2 separate regions of the Hordeum vulgare genome follow, and region 2 is linked to region 1. The links are chromatin contacts, called in public Hi-C maps. All regions are on one chromosome and are shown on one strand. Each heading gives the region's core, a stretch centred on a gene start, on an enhancer-like site or on the middle of the called end of the contact. The rest is flanking DNA. Distances are from core to core; before and after follow the strand shown. Region 1 holds the start of LOC123411497. Region 2 holds the start of LOC123408825.

Region 1 (5,222 bases), core at 1,542-4,041:
TTAACGGCTAGAACTTGTTGCTTGCTTTTCCAAAAACCATGATGACTGAACCTTTTGCTATATTATAAAGGCTTAATGACGAACAAACCAGCACACAGCCTGAAACTTCTTGGTGCTAGACAAACAGTGAATAAAAGGTTCGTCGTTTACAGCATACCAACATGACTTAACTAATAACTAGCAGCGACTATCCAAACGTATCAATTACCTGCAAAATTTCCTCTCGACGATATGATACATCCGACCAGGAGCATACAATCTTCTTGGATCTTTAAACTTTTTCTTGTCTTGTTTAAATGTATCTCTCAAGCAAAACAGGAATAACAAGCAGGGCAAGCTGTCCAAAGCATAAATAAAATATTCCATTATTGCATACTTTTTTACTGGCGGAAAGTTGAACTACATGGAGAAAGCGAACAGGGGACTTACCAGAATATAGAGCCGAAAATATATTCCAATGGTGTTGGTGTTCTTGGCAAAAAATCATCCTGGCATAAGACATCATATAGTGATAAAATAAGCATCCGATGATATTACTATGTAATTGGTGCCACAGATGGTAACTTCTAGGGTTACAACAACTAGATAGGATCAGTTTTTGGAAGTCAGCATTTTATTGATTAAGCACTAAAGTCATACAAGGTCTCCCGGATACCATCCGGAACAGAATGAAAAACACACATCAAACTAGAATTCAGTTTAGTTCACGAGCTCTTCACCTGTTTGAAATCAATGAAATTCACAAGGGAAATAGTACCACATCCAATAAATCAATTTCAACATATAGCAGCGGGATAAGCTCAAGCACCACAAATACCACATTATGTGGTCAGGTGTATGATCCGGATTTCCATTTGCAGACATACACCTTGTACCAAATAAAGTTCTCAAAAAAAATGTAGAACGAGTTGAATCCAACGAACAATATGGCAAACAGTTAGCTTAGTTGTTTCCATATCAGTCATAAGCCAGGTATCAGTAAACCTCATATAAGCTACCTTTCTGAAGAACAGCAGTTAAAGGATATTCTACTGTCAGCTAGAGTAACCTTTTGAAGAACAGCGGTAGGAAAGTATACTCTGATGTATAATGTTATCCTATCAGCGGGAGTACCTTTCTACACAGCACAATTACAAATACCACATTATGTGGTCAGCCGTACGAGCCAAATTTCCATTTCCAGGCATACATCTTGTACCAATTACAAATTATCATGTTGAATTGATTGATTTCTCAAAAAATAACCCAGAATGAGTTGAATTCACCCAACATGGCAAACAGTTAACTTAGTTGATTTCCATATCAGTCATAAGCAGATATCAGTAAACCTCATATGAGCTGCCCTTCTGAAGAAGGGCAGTTAAAGGATATTCTACTGTAAACTGTCAGCTTGCTTTCTGAAGAACAGCAGTAAGAAAGGATACTCTGCTGTATAATCTTATCCTATCAGCGGGGCACCTTTCCTCACAGCACAACTTCCGCTGCCTAATTCCTAACGTTCGGCACAATCAAACTAGTTCAGCTTTCACAGACATTCCAATCACGCCACAAGCAAAGCACATTTGACCAAATCGCTCACCCTCGTCTCACCCCAACAATTCCAATTTCCAATAGTCCGGGTCAAAAGTTTCCAATAGTCAAAATATTCGAAGGCAGCAAAATTGAACAGGTAGGTAATGGTTGACCACGGGGTAGCTGGTACCTGCAGCACGATAGAGTAGATCACGTCGGCGTACTTGACGGCGAGGTTGAGAGACATGCACCGGGCCGGCGCGAGCGCGTAGCACCGTATGTGGCTCCTGGGAATATTGCCGAACGCCTTTCGGTTGTTGACCACCAGCACCGTCATGAGCGCGGCGATACCGGAGCCGAGCGAGTGCCCGGCGAAGATGAGCTTGCAGTCAGGGCCCTGCTGGCGCAGCAGCTCCCGCAGCGTCTCCGTCTCCCTCTCCAGTATGAACTGGGCCGCCTTGAGCAGCCCGTGGTGCACGTAGCCGCCGTCGAACATCTGCATCCCGAGCTTGTTGTCCATCAAGACCTGCAACGAGCGACGGAATCGAACGTGTTCACATTCCGTTCCCGCGGAGAAGAAATCATGCGGGTCGCTGGAATCGGGGATGGGAAGCGGGTCACGGGCGCGGGCAGTACCTTGTAGTCGGCGTTGCGGACGAGGTTGAGGCCGCGGACGGCGAGGACGACCTCGTTGCGGCGGCGGTCGACGTAGACGACGTAGGGCGGGCAGGCGGTGCCGACGTCGTCGTAGGTGGTGCGCTTGTGGAAGCCGTCGCCGTCGATCTGGGTGTAGCCGCGGCTGGCCGGCATGATCTTGGGGTTGGCGAGGTCCTCCTCGGAGATGGCCATGATGATCTGGCAGATGCGCGGGACGGGCTCGAAGTCGTCGGGCGAGGCCGGCGGCCAGGTCTCGCTGTCGTAGGCGCCGATGTAGGTGAGGCGCTTCCACGCCCAGCGCACGCACCCCACGCACAGCACGCACTCCAGCCCGCAGGACACCGACATGGCTGGCCGCCTCCCCGCGGCGCGGCGCGCCGGCGCTTGGACTGCTGGCTCTGTTTGGTTGGGTGGCTGCGCGGCGCGGCGTGGGCTGGTCTTTGTGGTGGTCGTCTGCGGTGGCCGGCCGGGCCGCCGCTGTTTTTCTATTGGATTGCTTGCCTTGGTTGTTCCGGAAGCGACGAGGTTGAGGCGTTGAGCTGGAGGGGGTGGGGGGGAGTGATGTGAGATGCCGCTGCGCTGTGCGCGCACTTGGCTTGGCGTTGGGGAGGGGTCGAGTTTTGCTGGCTTTTTCAACGCGGCTGCGCTCCGCGGGAGAGGCCGTGGACCGCCGAGGATTTTGGTCTAAAACGGCAGGAGGAGACGACCAGCTGCTTCCCCGCAACTTCGGGTTCACCTTCTCACCCGTGTCCATTCATATGTGCCGTAATTTCATCAGAGTTTATAGGAAAAGAGCTGTACCTCGCAAATCCGGCCTTTAAACCCTTGCAAACGCGTCCGGACATGTCTGCGTACACTGGTCGGTCACGTTTTAAATAATGCATTTTATATCTGAATATTTTTCATACTAGGATCCTCAAATCCATAAAAATGCATGTAAGATATGAAACCTATGTACTGTACTACGTAGAACCTATCTACTCCTCGTCGAAGATGTCGATAATCTCCATGCCCTCCGGCAGATAAATGGCCGCATGTCGCAGCTCCGCCGCTTCCGGCGCGTCCGAGTGCTCCGTTGCGGCCTCTTCCGCCTCAATATCCACGTCCAGTTCGTCGAAGAGGCCGTCGGCATTCGCCTGCCTCTGTCGGATGAGCCGACGGTTGGCCTACACCTTGGCCTCATCCCGCATGGAATCCAGGATGGCCTACTGCTCCGCCATCTCCTCCGATTTGGCAACGACGAACTCCGCCTCCGCCTCTGCCATGCTCAAGTCGGGAGCCTCCTCTTCCGGGTCATCCTCCTCTATGGCCTCTGGTTGCTCCTCCTCCTGTTGTTGCTGCTCCTCCTGTTGCTACTATTGTTCCTCCTCCTCCTCCTCCGTCTCTGGCGGGTACGGAGGGAGACCCGCAGCGATGCGGGCGGCGCGGCGAGCCTGGATCTCCACCTCGATTTGCAGGCGGCGCTCCTGAGTGAGCTACGCGTAGGTGGTGATGAGACGTCGGACCATCCTGACGGAGAGGGAACTACGAGAGGAGGCGGACGGGGTCGGGTGGCGGCGGAGAGAAGGAGGAGATGGATGAGCTAGGGATGGGGACGTCAGTCGGCTTAAATAGCCGGCCCCGACCTCGGGCGGGGAGCCGGAGCGACACCACCCGCGTTCACACCGTGCCGATGGTCGAGGAGCCCGTCGGGCCGTCGGTTTTCCCGTGAGACCAAGCCGTCACACCGACGTGGCCGAGCGCGCCCGGGCTCCCCCATATCCGCCCCATATTTGGGCTGGAAATGGGGGGTGTCGGTCAGCCCGGGCGTTTGAAGCCTATTTGAGAGGCTCGTCTGGGTCGCAATTTTGTGACCGGGCGGCCTGTCCGGGCGTTTGAGGAGGGTTTGAGGGGTCTAGTTTTAGATGCTCTAAGAGCATATACTGCCACGAACACAGAATCGAGGCACTCGAACGCCCACGTGCGGACAAGTTTATTGATAGTGATAGGTCATACCTCAAATTCACTTTTCTTCATCGAGATACTTCATATTTGAAACCTTAAATCCATACAAAGTGTGCAAGGGAGGAAATCCATGGACTACGTAGATCAAATAACATATACTACCATAATCCTCGTCGGAGATGTCCATCATCTCCGTGCCCGGCTCCGAGTACATGGGCGGCAGTCGCAACTCCGGCTCCTATGGCTGCTCCGCCTTCGCTCCCGCGTTAAGTTTGGCGGAAAGCGCGTCGCTCGCTGTTCGTTTCTACCGCATGAACTATCGCTTGGCCTCAACATAGACCTCACCATGGATGGACTTCAATATAGTCTATTGTTCCGTCATCTCCGCCGCTTGGCCGGCTGCGAACTCTGCCATGGCGTCCTCCATGCTGAAGCATGCAGCCAGCGCCAGCTCGTCCGCCGGTTGCTCCACCTCTCCAGATCTGCCACCTTCATCGGAACCGGCTGTCACTCCAACTTCGGGCCCTCCTTCTCTGGCTCCGGCGATTCCGAAGGCAAGCCAGCTGCGATTTAGGCGGCCTGCCTCACCCGGATATCTTCCTCGATCTAGAAGCGGTGCTCTGACGTTAGCATAGCACCGAAACATGTTGGGCAGCGAGGTGAAAAGGGAGGTGGATGCCGAGAGAAATGTGCTCGGGCTAGTGGCACGGATAGGGAGGAAGAGGTTGTGCTCAGGGTTAGGGAGGCCAACCGGCTTAAATAGCCGGATTTTAGCCTCGGTCGGCTAGCCGAAGCGATGTAACACAACGTTCACACCCTCACTGGAGGAGACACCTGTCAGACTATTGGTTTTTCGGGCGATTCTGTATGGAACCCATCCGCCAGACTGACGTGTGGGACGCGCCCGGGCCTTCCCATATCCGCCACGTGTTGGTTATGATGGATGTCGGTCAACATGGATGTTTGAGGCCCGTTGTGAGGCGGCCATGAGTCGGACTTTTTTGACCGGGTCGTCCACCGAGGCCTGTGAGGGAGGTTTAGGGTGTCGAGTTGTAGATGCTCTAACTTTGCCATTTTTATAATCGATTTACTCAGGCTGTTTTGCGAAA
Region 2 (4,869 bases), core at 2,242-4,741, 190 kb before region 1:
GCATGTCGTACATGGTGGGGTACGGGGAGCGGTTCCCGCGGCGCATCCACCACCGCGGGAGCTCGCTGCCGTCGGTGTCGGCGCACCCGGCGCGGATCGGATGCAAGGCCGGCGCGGCATACTACGGCAGCAGCGCGCCCAACCCCAACCTGCTCGTCGGCGCCGTGGTGGGCGGGCCCAGCAACACCAGCGACAACTTCCCCGACGCTCGGGCCGTCTTCCAGCAGTCCGAGCCCACCACCTACATCAACGCCCCGCTGCTGGGCCTCCTCGCCTACTTCTCCGCCCACCCCAACCTGCCCCAGTCCGACGGCACCGACTGAAGATATATGTGGCCCGCTACTCGCTGCGGGCAATGCGGTGGAGTGGCCCTCTTTAGCGGTCGTGGGCCGAGGAAGGAAAGCCTGGTTGGTAGTCCTTGTTTTGTACGGGCTGCGATGGGCTGATCCGTCCCGCTGCCTTGCTGCCCCTGTATTATTATTTCTATATATTTCTACGTGTAACGGATGCCGATCCTTTCCTGTAAAAAATGGCAGGAAAAGGATCGGTCGTGCCATGCCAAGACAAGCAATCTAATATATCTATCTACCACTATATCATCATCGTCAGTTCGTCACGCTTGTTGCGATGCATTTACGTCCACCTTCCCCTACTTCTTGTAGTTCAGAGGTCAATGTCATCGCGAGACCAAACATGTCGCCGGAAAGCTGTGGGCACTGCCCTTCACGCAATGATGCAAGCTCCAAGGTCAACTCCATATCTGCAATGCAATGATGCAGCGTTGCTTAGCGAGCACAACTCCCTTTTTTTTGGGGTACGAAACGATGATAGAACCAGCCTGAAATGCCGATTGAAGATCCGGGCTTTAACTGCTGGAGCTGCCATCCAGTTTAAGCTTAATAAGGTTAAAACACGTGCGACCTCGTCCGTTGGTGGACATGTCATGTGCAGCAGTGCAGGTGCCGCGTCTTTTTCTGGCCTCTGGGCCCTTGCTGGAATCTGAAGCTTTGCTTCAAACCAGAAGCAATTCTTTCTGCGTACACCTCCTCCTCATCATCATTCTGCTGCCGCGTGGGGGCAGCAGGCATGGCGAGCATGCCCGATGCGGCACAATCGCCGCAAACTTGATTCCGAGAGCGACCGATGAAGACGAGCCCATGCGGTGGATCGCGTCGAATGTCGATCGCCGTGCAATGGCGTCGGGATTTCGTGTCCGCTCACGGCGGTCAGCTGGCACTCGAATCGCCGGGCGACGTGGCGTATCTTCCGTCCGTGCGATGGGATCGGGCTTCATGCACTGCACGGACAGGGAAGAAAATGCCACGGTTGCCGCACCTGTACCGGTGATACACTCACTGCTGCGGATCTGCGGTGCATGCATGCACGGCAGCGCACAACAGTATATAGTCGAATATAGTAGATACGAACGACTTTACTTTGCCCACTGCAGCTTTGCGTAAATTTTTCTTATTACTTTCGATATTTACACAAGTACGTACAGGAGGTAAAAAAAAACTGAGGGGTGTAACAACATGAGCACATAGTTTTGTCACTTTTGTTGCACTGCCTCCGATTCTTTTCGATAGTAATAAAGTAGAGCAAAAGGAGAAAGAAAAGAGGGGAAGCGAAGCATCAAACGAAGAATTTTGTACTGGCCCAGCCCAGAGGGTCCGATTCCGAACAAGAATAATTATGGGAGAAATGAAGCGGCAGCGGCAGCGGCAGAGAGAATCAATCCGTGGGATGAAGAAAAAGAATGATGCTGCATTCAGTCGGCTTTCACGTACACGGCGTAAACGCCCCTCCGAGAGGCAGTTAATTGCGGGGCGTTGCCACTACCCCGCGCCGCCGCTGCAGATGCCGGTGAGCAGCACCGGGAGCCTGGCCAGCGACGAGGACGTGGACGACGACCCTTCCGCGGCCCGCTGCAGCCGCCACCTCCCGCGCTCCTCCGGCGGGGCGGCGCGCTGCTGCGGCGGGCGCACCCTCCCGTCCTCGAACAGCGGCGTCGCCACCACCGTGGGCGCCTCCGGCTCCTGCGGGCCGCCGCCGCCGCCGCCGCACAGGAAGTCGGCGCCGGCGTGCTGCCGCTCCATGTCCAGGAACTCGCCCAGCCTCGTCGGCGGCCCGCTGGCGTCGTCGCGGCACAGCCGCCACCAGCTCCCGCCCCGCCGCCGCCTCCTCCGTCGCCACCCGCCCGCCCGCCGCCCGTCTCGCTCCTCCGTTGCCGCCCGCGTCGGCCTCTCGCTCTCCTGCCCCGGCGGCGCGCGAGCCATCCGCCGCTGCGCAGCGCCGCCCCCGAACGCCGACACGCCCATCAGCGTCCCCAGCGTCGTGCTCCTGTCCGGGAAGAAGGACCCCGTCGACTGCCAACAGATCAAAACTAACAACATCGTCAGCGCACGCAAGATAGAAAACGGCGCAACTGCAACTGACCGCACCCAGCCAGGAAATTCGACGAAAAACCTCGGTGTCCAGGTCGGAGGAGGACGGCGAGGAGTCGCCGGACGGGGAGTAGGGCATCATGTCGTCGTCGAGGTCCATCGCTCGCTCGCTCGCTCCGGCGGAAAGGAGGCGAGGCGAGGGTGCGGTGGTGAAGGTGGGAGGAGGAAGACGAAGGGTTTATAAGCAGTTGTGGATCGGCCAGGCCGGGGGGCAGTTGATCGGGGCTGGGGGTGTGTGGTGTGGTGCCGTGACGGCGACGTGGTGCCGGTGCGGTGGTGGCTCCCTGCACTTGTCGGCATTTGGTAACTTCCACGGCTCAACAGCGCGAGTGCACGACTCGACTGTGCGCGCATATGCTCCATCAAGTTTAGGAGCCTGTACATCATGCAGCCCGTGATCGATCCCCCCTTGCAACATTTGGATCTCTTCAGGGAAGGGAAGGGGTCTTGTGACTTGTGTCACTAAACCCTGCAGCCGGTGGGCAGTAATTTTTTGCATAAAGTTCATGTAAATTCCTCACCAAGTTTCCGGCATTTCAAATGGGTCTAGGACCTGATCTGGATGAGCGTGTGGTTGACTGGAAAGTGACGTCAGAATGTTCGGTTTGGACTAGTCGCCCTGGCACAATTACGCCACTATTGGGACAAGGACTAGGTTTTCCATAGATGTACAATGCATTGAACTGAATGCACTGTTTGCTCACCGCTTTGCCATAGGCCGGAAAAGGTACAAGTTAGCCCTGATGATTTGAGTTTAGTCCTGCTTTTCGTGATCGGTCATTGTCTAGTTGTCTCTTCTTTGGCCAAGATTAGCTATGTAGACGCTTTTAGATCCAATCAGCCGATTTGATTGAGTCGGAATGAATTCCGGGGTTGGATTTTTCAGCTCCAAACGAATTGTCCCCATGCCCCACGAAAATGCGCCGTTCTGCCCATATCCCTGTCTCTATCCTATTGTTCATCGGCTGCGTGGCGAATCTAGCTTTGTTTCCTCATGAACTACATAGTTTACTCGCACTGCCCACCCCACCCACTACATACTGTCTCGATTCTATAGATGTAAGAGTATGGTAAATTGCTTTTGGAGGCCGAGCTCTACGAAGGCCTTTAAATTCAAACTTTAAATTTCATAAAAAATCATATTTTAACATTTTTTTTTGAAAAAATACATAGATAGATGAAGGTGTAATACATAAGTATGTAAATTTTCAGAACTAAATATGTTGAAATGAGGGCTATGAAAAAAAGACAAATCCAAAGCTTTTTAACACATGACACTATTTATCTTTCGAGACAATGAATATGTCTTTTTTGTACAGGTCGCGTCTTAAAGTATTTTGGTCTGAAATTTTACACACACATGAATCCCACGCTTGTTTAGTTGTATAATTTTTTTCAGATTTTTTCAAATCAAAATTTTTGAATTTTGATTTTTTCAAAAATTTCGTCCTCCATGGCTTCCGGGAGCCAAACGTCCTTTCCCCAAGATTACCCATTTCTTTATAGTATTTTCAAACTAAAATGACCTGATTTTTTCAAAGTTATGGAAAACGAGATTATATGGTTTAGACTCGTGTTCACACTAGCATTTTCAATTAACATTTTCTCTACATGGTCCGAAGTTGGAGGAAGAGATAAGTGACGACTAGTTGGCACAGAAGCAGTGGAGGAGGACGGAATTTGTTTAAGGTGAGGCGAAGTCTTAAGCAACGATTATTTTAATGTGAAACCAAAAGAGTGAATACACATCAATAATGCACAATACTATTTTATGTGATTCTCGAACGAATAACCAAGTACAACGAACATGTTGACATATTTCAATAGAAAGACAACATAAAACATACCAACAATGAATCTTTCAATGACATCTACAAGACCTAAGCAATGACACCGTCATATCCTCCTTTTAAAAAACTTCCTTAATTTTATCAAGATCATAACTTTCGAAGATCCTTCTCTCAATGTAACACACCTCATTAAGCCAGCCATCGAACATCTTGCCGCACAACTTAGTCTTGATGATTTTCATCGCTGAGAAGACCCTTTTAATTGGTGTCGTTGCTACTGATAGTACCAATACCAACTCAATGTGGCGATAACCAACAAGAAATATGACATGCCTTGCAAGTTCAATCATCTTTTTAGCCAGGCTTGCAATATCACGAAAAGCTCAAAAGTCTTCAATTTTTCTCATACAAGTACTGAATAGCTCAAGGTTACCTTTTTAGCCAGGCTTGCATCCTATGTGATCTTATGTGGTCAGCTTGGGTCTTGCGGCACAATGATCGGCTAGTTCACACTAGAAAAGACTGGTTGGATATGCTCGTGAATTGTAATGAAGTTGAGAGGGATCAGGTTATCATGTTGGTGTGGAAAATTTGGTCGTTGCGATCATACTTGGCCAATGGCAAGGAAGTACCAT

Evidence for each region. A called contact is a pair of places that touch in the nucleus more often than the background predicts.
Region 2: a contact with region 1 is called in a Hi-C map of seedling, with 6 times the contacts expected there. The contact joins the promoter of LOC123408825 here to the promoter of LOC123411497 in region 1. A contact is called at or near these places in 3 of 6 Hi-C or Micro-C datasets (leaf and seedling) and 1 of 1 datasets of contacts at active chromatin or transcription factors (embryo).

The regions. Positions count from the first base shown.
Region 1 is chr7H:110,724,516-110,729,737 of MorexV3_pseudomolecules_assembly, reverse strand. LOC123411497 reads right to left here and starts at 2,791. Exons shown (of 6, transcript XM_045104455.1): 1 at 2,149-2,791; 2 at 1,703-2,038; 3 at 430-488; 4 at 209-337. The coding sequence starts at 2,517.
Region 2 is chr7H:110,915,543-110,920,411 of MorexV3_pseudomolecules_assembly, reverse strand. It overlaps LOC123408825, which reads right to left and starts at 3,491. Exons shown (of 2, transcript XM_045101864.1): 1 at 2,467-3,491; 2 at 1,452-2,366. The coding sequence starts at 2,544. The coding sequence ends at 1,836. It overlaps LOC123408823 (endoglucanase 17), which reads left to right. Exons shown (of 6, transcript XM_045101863.1): 6 at 1-594. The coding sequence ends at 323.